Linked DNA regions of Mus musculus: region 1 is linked to region 2. The links are chromatin contacts, called in public HiChIP or PLAC-seq maps. All regions are on one chromosome and are shown on one strand. Each heading gives the region's core, a stretch centred on a gene start, on an enhancer-like site or on the middle of the called end of the contact. The rest is flanking DNA. Distances are from core to core; before and after follow the strand shown. Region 1 overlaps Pde4d (phosphodiesterase 4D, cAMP specific). Region 2 overlaps Pde4d (phosphodiesterase 4D, cAMP specific).

Region 1 (5,088 bases), core at 1,659-4,158, 240 kb before region 2:
GGGAAAGCCAGCCATCATTAGGTGGTACCTCAGCCTTTCTCTGCTCTGGAAGCTATGCATAAATTTGAGAGATGTGTTAGATTTTTTTTTCTTCTTTAAGAAGTCGTCTTGACTCATGTCAGGAAATTCCCTACTCAGTATATCAATCTGTCAGTGTCAGATAGTAACAAAAGTAGCAAGGCTGATAAGCACTTTAATACAGGGCACACTGTTTCCCTCTAGTGGCCATGGGCTGATCATGTAATCTAGAAAGGCTACGGGAATCAGGCCAACCTTTCCTATACTTCAGCCCAAGCATTGCTTGTATATATTTAAGTTCTGGCAACAATTAAGCAGCCCCATCTCCGAGTTTCCCTAAGGATCACAGCAAAATACCCTTTCTTCCTTCTTCTCAAATACTTGGGTTCCCAATTCCTGTACATGGCAGATGATATTCCTACTAAAAAGAGTACCACACAAAAGTACCATGTTCAGTCAACAATGTGATGAACTCATGCACACGTCTATCACTTCCATCACACACACACACACACACACACACACATACACACACACATACATACACATACACACACATATACATACATACACACATACACACATAGAGATAGACACATACATACCCACATATACATAGACACACATACACACACATACATACAATACACACACATACACATATACATACATACACACACATACACATAGAGATAGACACATACATACCCACATATACATAGACACACATACACACACATACATACAATACACACACATACACATATACATACATACACACACATACACATAGAGATAGACACATACATACCCACATATACATAGACACACATACACACACATACATACAATACACACACATACACATATACATACATACACACACATACACATAGAGATAGACACATACATACCCACATATACATAGACACACATACACACACATACATACAATACACACACATACACATATACATACATACACACACATACACATAGAGATAGACACATACATACCCACATATACATAGACATACACACACATACACATATACACATACACATATACACACACATACACATATGTACACATGCACACACACACACACACACACACACACACACACACACACACGTTTACCACCTCAGGTAAATCCTTCCCTTAATGTTTTGGATCTGATCTCTCTATAACATCTGATAAAGAGCCTGGACCTTTATCCTCACTGTACTTTTCTTTATTGTCAAATCCTTCCCCTGAGGATAAAAAGAGCTTGATGACACTGAATTCTTATTTAAAAAATAATTTCCAATTTCTCTGTTCAAAAACTTACCATCGCTTCCTCACAATAAGGCCCATTTGTTGAAGTAATTAATCACGCTCACACCCACTGTCTCTATTGTCCCCTCTTATTTACACATAACCAAGCTCAATCTGTTTTCTGCTCCTCCCGCTGTAGGACTTTCTTTTGCCAACTGAGTTAGGCTTCCTAGGGAACACTCCTAACCTTCCTGCCTGCCCTCCTTTCTGCCATCCTCCTTCCTCTTGGTGTCCACACACTGAGTTTCTTCACACCATCTGCACTCTGTTTATTTGGTTTCATTTTCAGCCTTTTCCTTTCTTCTCCCTTCCCATTGCCAGCATGCGTGAGTGCCCACCGCTCCTGTGTTCTCACCTTAGTCATCCCTCCCCTGCCCCCAGTGATATTGTTGACTTGAATGACAGCCACCACCTCTCACCATGGACATCTCCCAGGAAAGCTCACTGGTTCAGCTTGCTCTTCTGAACTCTAGACATGTCTGCATACCTGGTACACACAGAGCTCCACCTGAGAAGCTCCCAACCAGGGAGCACCACCAGAGAGCACCATCAAGGAACTATCCCTCCTCCAGGCCTCTCTTGCTGGGTTCTGTCTTATTTGTATCCTGGGGAAACCCCTAACTTCTTTCCCAGTCCTGCTTCCTAGCCAAGTACTGCCAAGTACTGGGGCATCTAGACTTCACAGCTTCCCTCCATCTCTTCCATCAGCTCCTTGTCCTGTACCTATAAAATGGTTCTGCTCTTCATCTACATTGCCATTTGCAACACTCTTTTAAGTGGTTCTCTGCCAGCTTTGCAAACAACTCTATACAATGTAGTTACTGGGTTAAAACAAAACAAAACAAAAACCAAGTCAGGTCCCCATGCAACGCTAGCATTGCTGCTTATTGGTGTGAGCCCTGGTATTCTTACCTGACAAACAAGGACCCACTCATCAGCATACTGAACGTTGCTATGCCTCTTTGCACACAATTTCAGTGTTCTCAGACTAGACAATAGTAGCCCCCTGCTTCCCTAAGACACATGGAGGTGATTTCCCCACAAAGGCATAAAGCTAAGACCAGTAACTAACATGACCGGATAAACTTCAGCTCATCATCGAAAGACCTTCAGCAGGTGTGGCCTTACATAAGATGGCTGGAAGGAGATATACGGGAACATGACAACTGTGGAGGAGTTATAAGACATTTAGAAAAACACCAAAAGTGAAAGGCAGGAGGAGCAAAAATCACATACACTAAGTGGATAAGAATCGCAAAGGAATACAAATATTAAAAAAAAAAGACATAGGAAGTGAATTAAATTTCATTGCAACTTTCTCTTAATAAAATTATAACGAAATTTCTCAATCAATTAAAATACACAGAGATGTTAATTAAAGGAGTGCTTTTCATTATCTTGTCCTGACAGAAGACAGCAGGATAAGACAATACTAAGTAAGGATTTGCAGAAGCCAACTGTGCTAGGAAATTAAACAGGGGCCACCAAGTAGCAAGGCGATGCCAGGCCATGAGGTCTGTTACTATTCAAGCTTACTCATGACTAATGATTTACCCAAAGGTGTACCTTGGGTGAGATCACCCCAGCATGACCTCGCTACCTCATGCTGAGTCGTCTGGACAGTTGGCTGCACCCCTCTTCCTTCATCTGGGGATGCCTTCCCCGATAATGCCCGTTTCCTGGTTGCATGGGCTTTCCCCCATGTTTCCTGAGGTGTCCAGGGCCCTGGCTTTCCTAGTAAACTCTTACAAATGATGACATCTTGTAGTCTAGAAACCAAGAGGCTTGCCTGCACCTCCATCAGAAGATTCCCGTTTCTCTTTTCCCTAAAAGAGGAAGAAGCAGGAGGACTGGAGCAGGACTTAGAGCAGAAGCCTCTCTTTTCTGATGACTGCTTGAGTAGTGAGTCACTCAAAGCCTAAGTCTTAACCCATTCTCTGTGCACCTTGGATATATAGAACCCTTACTATTATAGACAGCATGTATATTATTATTCTTATGTATCATAGACAACATATTATAACAGTATGATAACAGAAGAGGTAGGAAGAGCAAGGAGAGCAAATCCCTGTTAATGAGATCATTGTGCAGGCAGAACTTCCATTGTTAAGTATTTATTTGGATTTTACATCTACAGACCCTTGTATCACTGATGCAGAGCCTTTTGAGTATATGTAAGAACTACAGTCTCCGTGGTTAGTCACTAAAATCAGTGAGTATTTATTTTATGGCTAGAGTGTACATAACACAGTTCAGGGTTCACCTAGGGATCTTTTATTGAAATTTGATAAAACACATTTGTCCATTAGATTCTATAAATTAAGAGTCAGAAAGAAGACAGTAGAAATGATAGGAGCAAGACGGATCCACATTAAATTGGAACAGGAGTGTTCTTGCTGACATACAGGTGCCTACCATGTGGGATTCTCCCAGTGACCTGAACTTCTGGTCTGAATCTTCACTGACTGTGGTATTCCTTGTCCCAGAGGGAAGGCATGGTTAAATCAACACAAACACACCACCCCAAGTAAGGCTAGTTGCTAAAGAGACAGAGCAAAAGTTTTACTGGGTTAAGACCTGTGAAGGATGGCAACGTCATTCCCAGGCTGTTCTGAGGGTGGAGAAAGGCAGCCACTAAAGCCGCTTAGACTCAATCAGTGACTTTCTCTTACAGTGTGTGGGCAAAGAAAGGTTCATCCATGACAGCAAAGTCACTACAAGGAAATTGTCACAATCATGTCATCCTCTGGGTTTGTCATCAGTAGAGCAAGCAAATGCTCTGCCAAGTCAAGAGAGCAGTGTGTCAGGGAGACTCCGCTAGGAGAATCAAGCAAGCAGTCCTATGTAGATATTTCATTCCACTTCCGTTCCGGATGTTATTTACTTTGGACACAGTGTCTTTGACACCTTGGGATGTCAAAGGATCTCAGGCCACTTAGGACACATGCAAAGATAATGCAGCAAGAATATCTATAAGGAACTATCAATGTGTGTGCTGTAAGTTCACATGCTATGAATTTACATCTCAGCAAAAGGAGAAAATCGAAGAAAGGAGAAAAGCCTTCAAAGAAGAAATCTGTTTTTGTTTTGTTTTTTGGTTGTTTTTTTTTTTTTTTTTTTTTTGTCTTTTCAAGACAGGGTTTCTCTGTGTAGCCCTGGCTGTCCTAGAACTCACTCTGTAGACCAGGCTGGCCTCGAACTCAGAAATCCGCCTGTTTCTGCCTCCCGAGTGCTGGGATTAAAGGCGTGCGTCACCACGCCCGGCTTCAAAGCATGAATCTGAATATGTACGGGCCTTACTTTCCATCCTGCTAAGCCTTTTTCTGGCTTGCCTTCTTGGTACTCACTTAAAAAGGTCTTTAATTTTTTAATTTTTATTATTATTTATGTATTTATTATAGTAACAATTTTATTTATTTATAATTGTGTGTATGAGGTTGTATCTGCACTTGCATGTGTGTGTGTGTCCATGCATGCTAGTGTGTGTATATGTGTGTGTGTGTGTGTGTGTGTGTGTGTGTGAGAGAGAGAGAGAGACAGAGACACACAGAGAGACAGAGAGAGAGAGACAGACAGACAGACAGGGAGAGGGACAGACAGACTGACAGACAGTCAGACAGACAGAGAACACACACACACACACACACACACACACACACACACATAGAGAAAGAGAGACAGAGACAACCCATGTGTCCGGTGAGCTGAGAGGACATCTTGCAGGGCACAGTTCTCTTCTGTGTTTGATCCCC
Region 2 (5,323 bases), core at 796-3,295:
GGTTGTTCTAAGTCCTATCAGTGCTGTACCCTGAGTAACCATGAGAACAAAAACCTTCTCATTTATATATAGTACTGATGATTTTAAGTGCATGTATAAACTTCCGTCAGTACTTTTATTCTATCTTGATATTTAAAAGCCATGTATTGCACTTTCAATGTGTTATAAGGCAATGGGCTGGCCAATACCTACCATGTACAGAAAGCACTGACATCATTAGGCAGACAGACAGACAGACATCAGCAAGCTTAGGGGCCATTACAGATATCCTCTTTCCATGTGGAAACCTCCCTCCCTTTAAGTATATGAAAAAGTAGACTTATTGGGGGCTTTTTTTGAGGTACCTTCCTCTTAGTCAAAAGAATGGAATCTGAATTCTATTTCTGACCATGGCTGGAAATAAGATATTCAGGTTGACGCCCCAAGAGCAGAACCTTACATACATACTGTTGTCTCTTGTGACTTGCTTTGTCAGTCACCTGGCCAGGAGGCCATTCTTCAGGAAAGCTGCCTCCCCTGTAGGTTTGCAAAGGAGCTGAGAGGACCGACTATCCCCTAATAATCAATACTTACACTCACAGCATCCTCTCCCTGGGATGGCTGTTTACAAGGCTACTGTAGCACCTAGCTCACTTGCTTTTTTGAGTCTTAACACCAGACTGGAGCCTTTCCTTGCCCACCTCTTCTTTGAATACAGGCCCAAGCTCTAGGGACTCTTTTCCTCTGGGCTCTCTCGCTGCTTTTCCTCTAAACAATAACTAGCTCTTTCTACAGCGGCCTAGAGACTGCCATTACTGACCTGAGCTCAAAACCTGTGGCTTTCCGAAACTCTTCTCCTCTCTCTCCTTTCTCCCAAGCAGTTGTCTGGGTTTCATACTTTGTTTATCCTGCAGTCTTTCTCTCAAACTCTCTTAAAACGGTCCTTGAGCTTACTTCCCAAGTCCACATCTTTCAAAAAATTCTTTTATCAATAATATCAAGAACGTACAAAATAGAACTCCAAGTCACAAGTAACAAGGACCCCTGGAATGTGGTTGGGATATATATTGTTTATACGTGCAGGTCACAACTGACTAGTAATGTGTCACAATTGCATACATATTTAATGGGAATCAAGAAAAAAAAAGATACAGAAATATTCCAAACTAGAACATATGAACTAATTCCACACATATCGAAGAGCCCCCAATGTCTTGTTGACTTGGAGCTGCAGATCTGCAGATCGAAAGACATAAGCGTGCCTGCCCATGTTTATGGAGTGTTAGAACTTCTTACACTTTCTTATACTTTCTGTTAATGTCTTAGCATTTTTGCACGTCTTTAGGAAATTCTTTTTTTATTAGATATTTTATTCATTTACATTTCAAATGTTATCCCCTTTCCTAGTTTACTCTCCAAAAATCCCCTATGCCCTCCCCTTCCGCTGCTCCCCAACCCACCCACTCCCAATTCCTGGCCCTGACATCCCCCTATACTGGGGCATAGAATCTTCACAAGACCAGGGGCCTCTCCTCACATTGATGGCAGACTAGGCCATCCTCTGCTACTTATGCAGTTAGAGACAGGAGCTCTGTGGGTACTGGTTAGTTCATATGTTGCTCCTCCTAGGGGACTACAGACCCCTTCAGCAATGTGGGTACTTTCTCTAGCTCCTTCATTGGGGACCCTGTGTTCCATCCAGTAGATGGAACTGTGAGAATCCATTTCTGTATTTGCCAGGCTCTGGCATAACCTCACAGGAGACATCTATATCAGGGTCCGGTCAGCAAAATCTTGTTGGCATATGCAATAGTGTCTGGGTTTGGTGGTTGTTTATGGGATGGATCCCCGGGTGGGGCAGTCTCTGCATAGTCCTCTCTTTAGGGAACTCTTACAAGCACATTGGAAAGTTTCCACATTCTGACACGTCATCCTTCCCGGAAATTTCTGTTGATAAGAAATCTCAATCGTGTCTCAAGAATTCATATAATTGCCCTCAGTATCAGCGCTTTAATCTCTTCACCCTGAGGCATTTGGCCTCCTTCAGAACACAAGGCTGCTAAGAGGTCCATTCATGTATTTAGCCAGGCTGTCAATAACACGTTCCTGTTGTGTAACCTGTTTGGTCTTTCACCATTCGTTCTTCGGTTCTCTCCACTCCTTTTTGAATTGTTTGCTTTCCCCCATCCTGTTGAACTGCAGTGGCAGAGGTTGTGGCTTTAAACGCTGGTTGGGAATCACACACAGACACAGCCATAGTCGTCTCCTAAGGTCTAGCCAGAGCTCTCTAGCTTCTGTCTGTAAGTTTCTTAAGCCCCCACCACTGTCAGGATTGTACTATCCCAGGAAGGCTAACTGGGAACATATTATCAATAAACTGTAATCTCTCCTCTTTGATGTGTCGGGGGTACATTGATAGCTCAACCACTAAAAACAGTTGAGAAAAACACTGATAAAGCTTACATAATATTCACATTTTATCTATTAGCAATTCTTACAAAATTCTCTTTGGTATGGGAAAGCAAACACTCAAAATACACTCATGATTATTGTTGGGTTTTACTTAACCATACACTGTTTCATTAACTCATATTTGAATGAAATTTCTTTTGGCAATTACATTCTCAAAACCAAGTGTGTTTCCTTCAGGCCATTTTCCCCAGTGACTGCAAATTTGGCTGCTGGTTCTTGGCCATATTTTGACAGAATTCAGTCCGTTAAAAAGCATAACGTTTTCTAATTCTTTTACAGTACTGAGATTGCTATCTTCACTATCAACTTCACTGGATTCAAAACAACCACAACCCTAGTGTGCACATAGGGGATTTTTCAGATGGGTTTAATTAAGGCAGGAAGGCCCACTATCAGTGTAGCAGTGGCATCTCAGAGGCTAGTGTCCAGTACCAAAAAAGGAAGAAGGAAAGTGGAGCACCAGGATTCATCGCTCTCTGCTTCTCACCAGAAGACACAGTGACCAACTGTCTCAGGCTTGTTGCTATGACTTCTGTGGTGGACTGGACCCTCAAAACTGGGAGCCAAGATAAACTCTGTCTCCTTTAGTTGCCTCTTTCATGTATTTTACCTTGGCAACAAGAGAAGTAACTAGTAGAAGTATAAGATGGTGTCAGGTGGTTCAAATAACACCGAGCTAGATCATTTGAATGCCACCCATACATGAGGAAAAATCCATTTATTTGACTGGATACATCTCTTCCTACCATATCCACTTCATTTCTAATCCTAGAATATATCTCTATCTTTATTCTCCTAAATGTCTCTGCCTACTGTCTGTCACTAGCTCTTTAGGCATACTATATAATAAATTAATACAAAGACAGAAATAATTAACTTGTAATTTTTGGGTAAAGTTGTTATGGAAATTTGAAGTTCTCCGTTCTATTGCCAGAGATTTATCATGCGGCTATCATTATGCTAAATTCATTTTCCACAAAACCCATAATGAATTAAGTGCTGTTTTAAAACACATAACAGCACTGTGATATATCGTCAACTTGAACTCTAGCAGTGAGGCATATAAGACTGGCTTCACAATTACCAAAACTAGAAGATGGAGTTCCTGCGTAAGAGTCTTATGATGTGTGCCTAGATGTGACAAATGAACAAGATGACCAATTTTCAGAGACACGGCACTCATAATCTCTATTTAATTATAATTACTGCAGAGAAAGTGTCAAGTATGAAAAATTCTAAGAGCTCTTGAGTGAATAGTTCTGTATTAATATTTTACCCTAACACTGGGACATTCAATGGCTAATGTCACCTATCATGTTGGATGTTGGGGTGCTGTGATGAGCATTTCTGTAGCATAAGCTTCTACTGTAGCATTTTAATAGACTTAAGATGAAGTGAATTGGCACTGTTGGAACTGGATGCAAGCAGTCAGAGCAGTAAAGAGGAGAAAAGAGAGTGTTGAGGAGACAGGCAACATTGCTAAATGATTAGGGAAGATAGATCAGTGACTAAGCAGACGATATTTAGAGGTGAGGTAAACATCTCATCAAACACAGAGGCAAAATATTAAACCTAATAAGCCCAAGTGTTGCAGATCCATAACGAGCAGGCAATTCTTGTGCACTGTTAGAGAATCAGCTGTAATAGCCAGTGTGGAGAGTTGAAGACTAGCTATTAAGAAAACTGATAATTCTATTTGCATCAATGCTTAAGATTTCTGCATCTAGCCATGTACCTCTCCAAATATGCATGAGTAGACATGGCAAGGTCAGCTGTGGCAGTAGTGAATGTATTTGTTGATTTCACAAATATTCATTGAGTGCACAAGTCTGTTTGCTTAGGATATCGCTGATAGTCAAATAGAAATTGTCCTGCCTTTGTTGGCATTCTAGATGTGATTTGTGATGGCAAAAAGTTTAAAAACATCAAAATTATTAATCACAAGAAAAAAACAAGGTAGCATCTAGTCCTATAATTGAGGGAAATGAAAACTATTAAATAAAGAAACAAAATGCCTGCTCCAAATAAAACACGCTTGATTTGTGAATTACGTAAAGTGGGCTTATAAAATAAATACAGCATAATCATAGAGTATGTGTCTTGCTTGCATGAGTGTAGATCACTGTATTTGAGACATGGCTAGCAATGTAGGATAAGGATGGTAAAATGGTCATAGGTATGTGATAACATTTTAATTCTAATAGTATGTGTGTGTGGCTAAACTTTGATTTTTATATTACACCTATTTTTTTTAAATCTATTATGACCTAAAATACTTTTCTTGTTGATATTTTAACTGTGTCTTCAAAAATACCTGATAAACATTGGTTTTACCAGTCCCATAACCTAGCTACTTTATTAGAAGGTGACCGAGGGTCCTCAGAATAAGAAGCGCACAGAGAAGTGAGCTCCGATCAGTCAGAGATCTGTCAACAGCACCTAAGCAGTTATTAAAATCACATCAGCTTAATGGAGTCACGAATATCGAGCCGTGTTTTCATTGCTTCTTTTTTAATTAATACAGCTCGTTTGAAAGAGGCTACATAGGAGACAGATGAGCTGCTGAAAAGTACACAGACAAAAAGATTTATTAGGCATTTGGCAGGCGTTCTAGCTTGCCTCAGCATTCAATGTCCATTAAATGGAAGGATACCGTAAGCTCTGGCTTTGGCTCTGCCTGTAATTACTGAATTAACCTAGTGTACCACGACTAGATTCATTCACCATGGCTTAATTCATGCTTTCATCAACTCCCATTGAAAACCTATATATATGGTATCTACTATATCACATGCTCTTGGGGGAAAAAGTTTAACCTTTCTGTGCCTTCACCCTTCATATGCAATTTGTAAATATTAATAGTAGTAGCGAC

What was found. HiChIP or PLAC-seq counts read pairs in DNA pulled down with a chosen protein or histone mark.
Region 1: a contact with region 2 is called in a FOXA1 HiChIP or PLAC-seq map of pancreatic cancer cells. The contact joins two enhancer-like sites. A contact is called at or near these places in 5 of 39 promoter capture datasets (the 3T3-L1 cell line, cranial neural crest, embryonic stem cells and 2 more), 1 of 484 Hi-C or Micro-C datasets (embryonic fibroblasts), 4 of 115 datasets of contacts at active chromatin or transcription factors (a beta-TC-6 cell line, bone marrow-derived macrophages, pancreatic cancer cells and 1 more) and 1 of 9 other capture datasets (embryonic stem cells).

Annotation. Positions count from the first base shown.
Region 1 is chr13:109,553,546-109,558,633 of GRCm38.p6, reverse strand. The region is part of intron 3 of Pde4d (phosphodiesterase 4D, cAMP specific); the gene reads right to left. Among named protein-coding and RNA genes, the nearest start is that of Gm32703, 120 kb to the right of the region's middle. Within about 2 kb of position 2,908, at least 11 of the 459 cell types and tissues checked have an H3K27ac peak or open chromatin away from gene starts, as enhancers often do. A contact at or near this core is called in pancreatic cancer cells, where this site is marked.
Region 2 is chr13:109,312,498-109,317,820 of GRCm38.p6, reverse strand. The region is part of intron 3 of Pde4d (phosphodiesterase 4D, cAMP specific); the gene reads right to left. Among named protein-coding and RNA genes, the nearest start is that of Mir582, 9.6 kb to the left of the region's middle. Within about 2 kb of position 2,045, at least 14 of the 459 cell types and tissues checked have an H3K27ac peak or open chromatin away from gene starts, as enhancers often do. A contact at or near this core is called in pancreatic cancer cells, where this site is marked.